Linked DNA regions of Mus musculus: region 2 is linked to region 1. Evidence: chromatin contacts called from public Hi-C data. All regions are on one chromosome and are shown on one strand. The core of a region is the stretch at or near the end of the contact, and the rest is flanking DNA. Distances in the headings are between cores, read along the strand shown. Region 1 has its middle 77 kb from the start of Col5a2. Region 2 overlaps Gm51621 (a long non-coding RNA gene).

Region 1 (2,955 bases), core at 294-2,793:
TCTGCAGGCAAGCTCTCCTCTTGCAAAGCAGATGTCCAGAAGTCTGGAGCTCTAATCCACCTCCTGAGTCCTGGGGTCAGAGCCCTCCTTGTAGGCCAACTCTCCTCTGGCAAGGAAGGTGCCCAGGTGTCTGGGTCTCAGCTCTGCCTCTTGGCTGAGGATGAAGGCCTGATGGGACCCTGTCCAGGAAGCTCTGTTGCTTCTGTTGCCCATGTGCTCCCAGGTGATCACGAGGTCCTGGGTGTGCTAGGGGTCCTGCAGCGGAGAGAGTCCTCTGGGGCCCTAGACGCCCTTGGCCGGGTTCACGAAGAAGATGAATTCATTCTGGTCTTGATCTGAATGAATCCCAGCCTCTGGTCAGGTGGGCTTCCTCTGTCCCTTTTCCTGCTGGCACAAGACCCTCCATGATTCTTTGGAGCTGATGTTGCATTCCACTCACCCATGATCCCGAGGTGATCCCGAGGTCCTGCGGTGTGGAGAGTATTCTGGAGCCCTTAGTGGTCTCTGCTGGGTTTAGAAGAAAGATGGCATGTGTTTTATGGCATGTGTTTGTGTGCGGGGGCGGGGGGGGGGATTCAGAAGGAAGATGGCAGGGGTCCATATTTTTCTTTTATGTTGGAAAAAATTGTAATATTCCAATAAAATTCAGTCTTTTTAGCTTCTCTGTCATGAATGTAATTATGTCAGGTTTTTCCTCTTCTCTTGATATTTCAAAATGCACATGAGGCATTCATTCAGCAATGGAGAGATCTTGCTACATATCTGCACACCATACTGATGAATTATATAATACCTTTTCAATAAGAAATAAAAACTAGCATTTAAAAAGACTCTAGGCAAACCTGATATAACCCAATTACATCTGCTCATAATTGATAACTTCAAAATTGAATGAATTTCATTAAATCAAGTCTTCTAAAGAGTAGTAACTACCCAGTTGAATTTCAAACAAACACACACATGCATGCACTCAGACACAAATAGGCACATTCACACACATACATAAACACTCACAATTATACACAGGCATACACACATGCACATCAGCAAAGTAATAGGAGAATGTGTTTCCATCAGATAAGAGAGATGGCCATATGTCTGAAACCATCTTAAACCATCATAGATCTTAATTAGACTGCAGAATTCTAAGAAAAGGAAGTCTGGTTATCTTTAGAGTAAACAAGGGCCCTGAGCTTGTCCCCATTTCTTGGTGAAAGTGCCAAGATGGCAGCATTAGAGATGCTGCAGGAAGTATGAAAGTGAAGATCACAGAGATGAACAACATTACACACAGAGACAAGTTACAAAACTTTTAGTGCCAAATGTGTTCAGTTAGAATCCTTGGCTTGCACCCCTCCCCCACATGGTCCAGCAAATTCCATTCCTCCCTCTGTCTCCAATCCCACCCAATCTGAAAGCCTCCCAACAGAAAAAGCAGAAGAAAAAAAAAATTCAATCTCACATTCCTGACATTCCTGACAGATATCCCAATCCTCTCACCTGAAGTCACAGCTACTCAAGCTCACCCCTCACCACAAGCAGACAGCCTATAAAAAACTTTCAAGCCATAGTCAGCCTGCGACTCATTCCAGTCTCATTCTTGAGATTGGTGAACTCATTCCTGCCTTTTTACTCATAATTTGACTGAATTGGCTTATTTTTTTTGGTAGAGAAAACCTATCAGAATGAATCCACTTTTAGGAAATTCCAGAACCAAATGAAAAGGAAATTAGCTAAAGGACAAATTGCCATTCAAAAGTCTAAGGCTCTTTCTCTAGCAAGGTACTCAAATATTCACAAGCTGTTGTGTTTTATAATTAGAGCCAGGATATGTTTGTAGAGCCAGGTATGGTAATGTGGGAGGGGTGCCTCAGCAGGCTCATGATGTGGCATCCCTTCACCCAGAGGTGCCAACCATACAACAGGTAGAATATAGAATAGAGTTTATTTAGGGCATAGGAAGGGGAGTTAAGAAGAGAGTAGAGACAGAGAAATGGAGAGAGAAATGAGAAACGGGAGGGGGGGAGAAGAAGAAGAAGAGAAGGAGAATGATGAGGAGGAGAGGCCAGTGAGGGACACATGGAAAGAGAAGGGGGAGGGAGAGAGAGGGAGAAAGGGATCAGGGAGAGAAGGTACAGAGAGAGTAAGAGAATGAGGAGGGGCCAAACATCACCTTTTATATCAAGCCAGGCCTACCTGGCAATAGCCAGGTAACTCTTGGGCAGAGGTTGGAAGAAATGTCAACATTCCTTCATTTTAGTTTAATTTTAAAAAGGAGAAACTAAGAAGAGGCAATAGTGAAGCATGAATCAGGTAATTATGAGCTTTGGGAGCCTGTCGTAATAAGCTTAGACATTTAACATTATAATTAGCATATTTTGACAAGATTGAGAGCCAATATCTATTAAGCATATCTGAGTTAGACAATCAGTGTTTGTTTAATTATTTGTTTTAAAATGCATCTAGCAAATAAAGAGAGTACATTGTAACTTAATAGCAGTAGAAAAAAAAAACAAGGCTGAACATCTTTAACTCAGTAGTCTTTAACATTTTACTATTTTAAATCTTTAAATTAGTGTTAAAATTATTATTTACCAAGGCAGGATAGAAACATAGGACAACTTCATCTTCATTGAAATATCTTTGGAGACCTTAAGTCAGGCTGTTTTAAGGTGAGGAGGCAAGAAGGTGGGAAGTGCCTGTTACAAAGATGACAGATGGTTGTGAGACTGCCCTTAACCAATATGTTGCTGAAGCTACAGCCAGCCATGTGGCCACCCTTAGATAAGATGACACAGTGCATAGAAAAACTTGATCTGCCCAATTGAAGATGGCAGACTGTTGCAGTAAATCTCCAACCCCAATAAGCCCAGGAAAATAACTCAATTATAATATTTATAAGCTACATATCTAGATTGGACAGATAAGCCACTACACTACTCTATTCTCCAGCTA
Region 2 (2,955 bases), core at 142-2,641, 180 kb after region 1:
CTAAGTGAGAAATGGAATTGGCCTCCTGTCTCAGCTCAAATAACTACTGAGCAGAGTTATTTGGAGTTAGAGTGGTTAATAGTAGTTAGAGTGGTTATCTATAGTTCTTGGGTTCTGTTCTCACCACCAATATGGTGGCTTACAATCAGCACAATTCCAGTCTCAGGGGATCTGGTGCCCTCTTGGGAACTCTAAGGGCATGGGGCACACACATACTGCACATGCATACATACAGGGAAAACAACCATACACATAAAATAAATATTAGTACTAGTAGTAAATTCTAAGGATAAATAAGACTGGACATGTATAGGCCAGTGTGTTGGTTAAGGTCACATTCAGCAGAAAATGTTTGGAGGTTTGATAATGCCTACACTATGAAAATATTTTCAACCTCTGCAACATTCTTAAGAGGTTAATGTTTTCCTACTGTCTTTAGGCTATTGGGCTTAAGTATAAATTGAAATTCCTTTTCTTTAAAAGTACCATTTAGCTGTAAAGGCAATGGCTGTGAATGTGCCTGACAAGAAGAAAAATGTTAAATTTCTTAATCCTTTGCCTTGAGCCTGGAAAGTGTAAGAAGACAGAGAGGCAGAGGCAATGTTTCTGCCACTCAAAACAGGGCTGCAGCTGTTTTGCATCAAAGAAAAGGGTTTTAAACTCTACCACGCTGAGTTTAGAATACCTTAAAACTGCCTCCCTGTGCATTGAAAAGGAATGTCCACATTCTTAAGAAAGGTTTTAAGTTATTTACTGACCAACATCTTAACGTGACCTCGATCTAAAGTTTTAAGCACAAAAGATAAAACTCCTAATGCCTTTGCAAAATCTAAACTCCTCCAGCAACTGAGCAGCTGGCTATGATTAAAACTGTAAATAGGTTCAAGAGACAGAATCCTTTCCCAGGTCCTCTGTTTATGAATCACCCACCCAGAGACATAATTCTAGTGGAAAGAGAATTTCCTTCTAAAGCAAAAAATAAAGTCTCAGGCATACTGCAGAGGCCTCATCGTTCACCCACACTGTTGCTCTGCACAAACCAGGCTCATCTTTCTTTGCCATAAGACATTTGTAATGTTGATGTGTAATCAGGAAACAGTTTTCTCTGGTTTTCATTTTCATGGGAAAGGAAAACATTAAAGCTGCCTTCCCAGCAATTGCAACTTAAGCTCCAGATCTTGTTATGGCAAATGAAAGATCTTTTACCCAGCAAGCAATGTGCTTGGTGGTGAAAATCAAGCAAGTTACTTAAGGGTGCTCAAACCAAGATTAGACAAGCCAGACTTGAGCTCCCCCTGTTCCAAATGCAAATGTTTAGTTTACAGATCAAGATAGAATCCACTCTAATCTGGGGTGGCGCAGGGACTGCACTGGGTTGTTTAGGCAGTTATCTAACAAGTCCCACACTGCCTGTCAGAAAGCCCCTAATCTTCCTGCCCCAGCAAGAACAAAGGCAAGTGAATATTAACCCAAGTAAAAATGAGTTACAGGGGCTCTGGCTTAAGCTGAAGTTTTCTTAGGCAAGTTACTTCAAACATAGCCATTACTTTGAACACACTGCCAAATATATACCTGCCAAGTACACACACACACACATACACACATGCATACATACACACATACATATACATACACACACACACATGCACTATTGTGCCTGACCATGGCCACTTTTTTTTCTTTTCCTCTCAGAGAGTGTGATATTGAGAAAAGTAAATGCATAGATAGTATTAATATGAAAAAAAGAATTGACATACTACATTCAAATCAGACTTGAAAAATCTGCAACTGCTCTTTATATGGTATGAAACATAAAGAGAATAACCCTAGTGACTATGGTTGCCTTTAATAGTAATGCCTAAGGTGAAGTGACATGACTTCTAGGACTCCTATATACCTTCATCATCACCTTTGCTTTGCATTACTTTTCTGGATGTTGAATAGAAGCCGTGAAGGATAGATTCACCGTGCCCATGTCACTGACTTCCTGTAGAACAAGGTCACAGATGCACATGTGGCCAGGGCATTTTGTGTAAACTGTAACACTATCCACTCACACTGTCCTGAGATAGCCAGGCATATTGGTGAGGCAGCAGTGTTTTGAAATAACAAATTGGATTCTTTATTTAACTGATCCTTTCAAATTTTGTTGAAGAAACTTAACCTGGAAATAATAAAGCCGAGTAGAATAACTGAGAGAGCTCCAACCAAATGTTCTGCAAAGGTCGTTTTCCTGATGCGGTCATTGATCTGAGAACCTGCATTGGTCTTCACTTTCTTCGAAAAGTGAAGTCTTATGTAGAACCTTTTACTTCCCGGTGTCTATTCTTACCCAGAGATATACTTCCTTTGTATTTTTGGTTTTGTTGTGATAGTTGTTGTGTTTGTTTCAAGACAAAATTTTGCTAGCAAAATGGCACCAGATAGATTCTGATGTCATGGACTTATAGAAATTACCTTACACTCTGATTTTTATTGCCCTACCTTTACTACTAGGCTATGTACCCTAGTCCACAGGAAATACATGTCTAACTGCCCAATTAAAACTAAAGAATCAAGCCGGGAAGTGGTAGTACACGCCTTTAATCCCAGCACTTGGGAGACAGAGGCAGGTAGATTTCTGAGTCCGAGGCCAGCCTGGTCTACGGAGTGAGTTCATTAATTCATACTAGCTCTGAGAAATCATTAACATGAGAGTTAGTTTTCTACTTCGTATTGGGAGAGAGAATAGCAAACTAATAATTACCAAAAAAACAAACAAACAAACAAACAAACAAAAAAAAAAAAAAACAGATTTCCCTAGCCCTTAATTGCTTCAAACTTATCCTTTACTGCTAAGATGTAAAATCATTTTTGAAAAAAGTAAAACATAAACTTTAAAATACCCTTTTCTAGGACTGAAAATGTGACAAAAATATTTAATGGACCTATCATTTTTCAGAGACTTCCGTAAGT

What was found. A called contact is a pair of places that touch in the nucleus more often than the background predicts.
Region 2: a Hi-C map of embryonic fibroblasts shows a contact between it and region 1, with 7 times the contacts expected there. The contact joins two enhancer-like sites. A contact is called at or near these places in 3 of 484 Hi-C or Micro-C datasets (the G1E-ER4 cell line, embryonic fibroblasts and nephron progenitors).

What each region holds. Positions count from the first base shown.
Region 1 is chr1:45,579,183-45,582,137 of GRCm38.p6, forward strand. No RefSeq gene overlaps it. Among named protein-coding and RNA genes, the nearest start is that of Col5a2, 77 kb to the left of the region's middle. Within about 2 kb of position 1,544, at least 25 of the 459 cell types and tissues checked have an H3K27ac peak or open chromatin away from gene starts, as enhancers often do. A contact at or near this core is called in embryonic fibroblasts, where this site is marked.
Region 2 is chr1:45,760,225-45,763,179 of GRCm38.p6, forward strand. All of the region lies in intron 1 of Gm51621 (a long non-coding RNA gene), which reads right to left. Among named protein-coding and RNA genes, the nearest start is that of Gm51621, 3.4 kb to the right of the region's middle. Within about 2 kb of position 1,392, at least 61 of the 459 cell types and tissues checked have an H3K27ac peak or open chromatin away from gene starts, as enhancers often do. A contact at or near this core is called in embryonic fibroblasts, where this site is marked.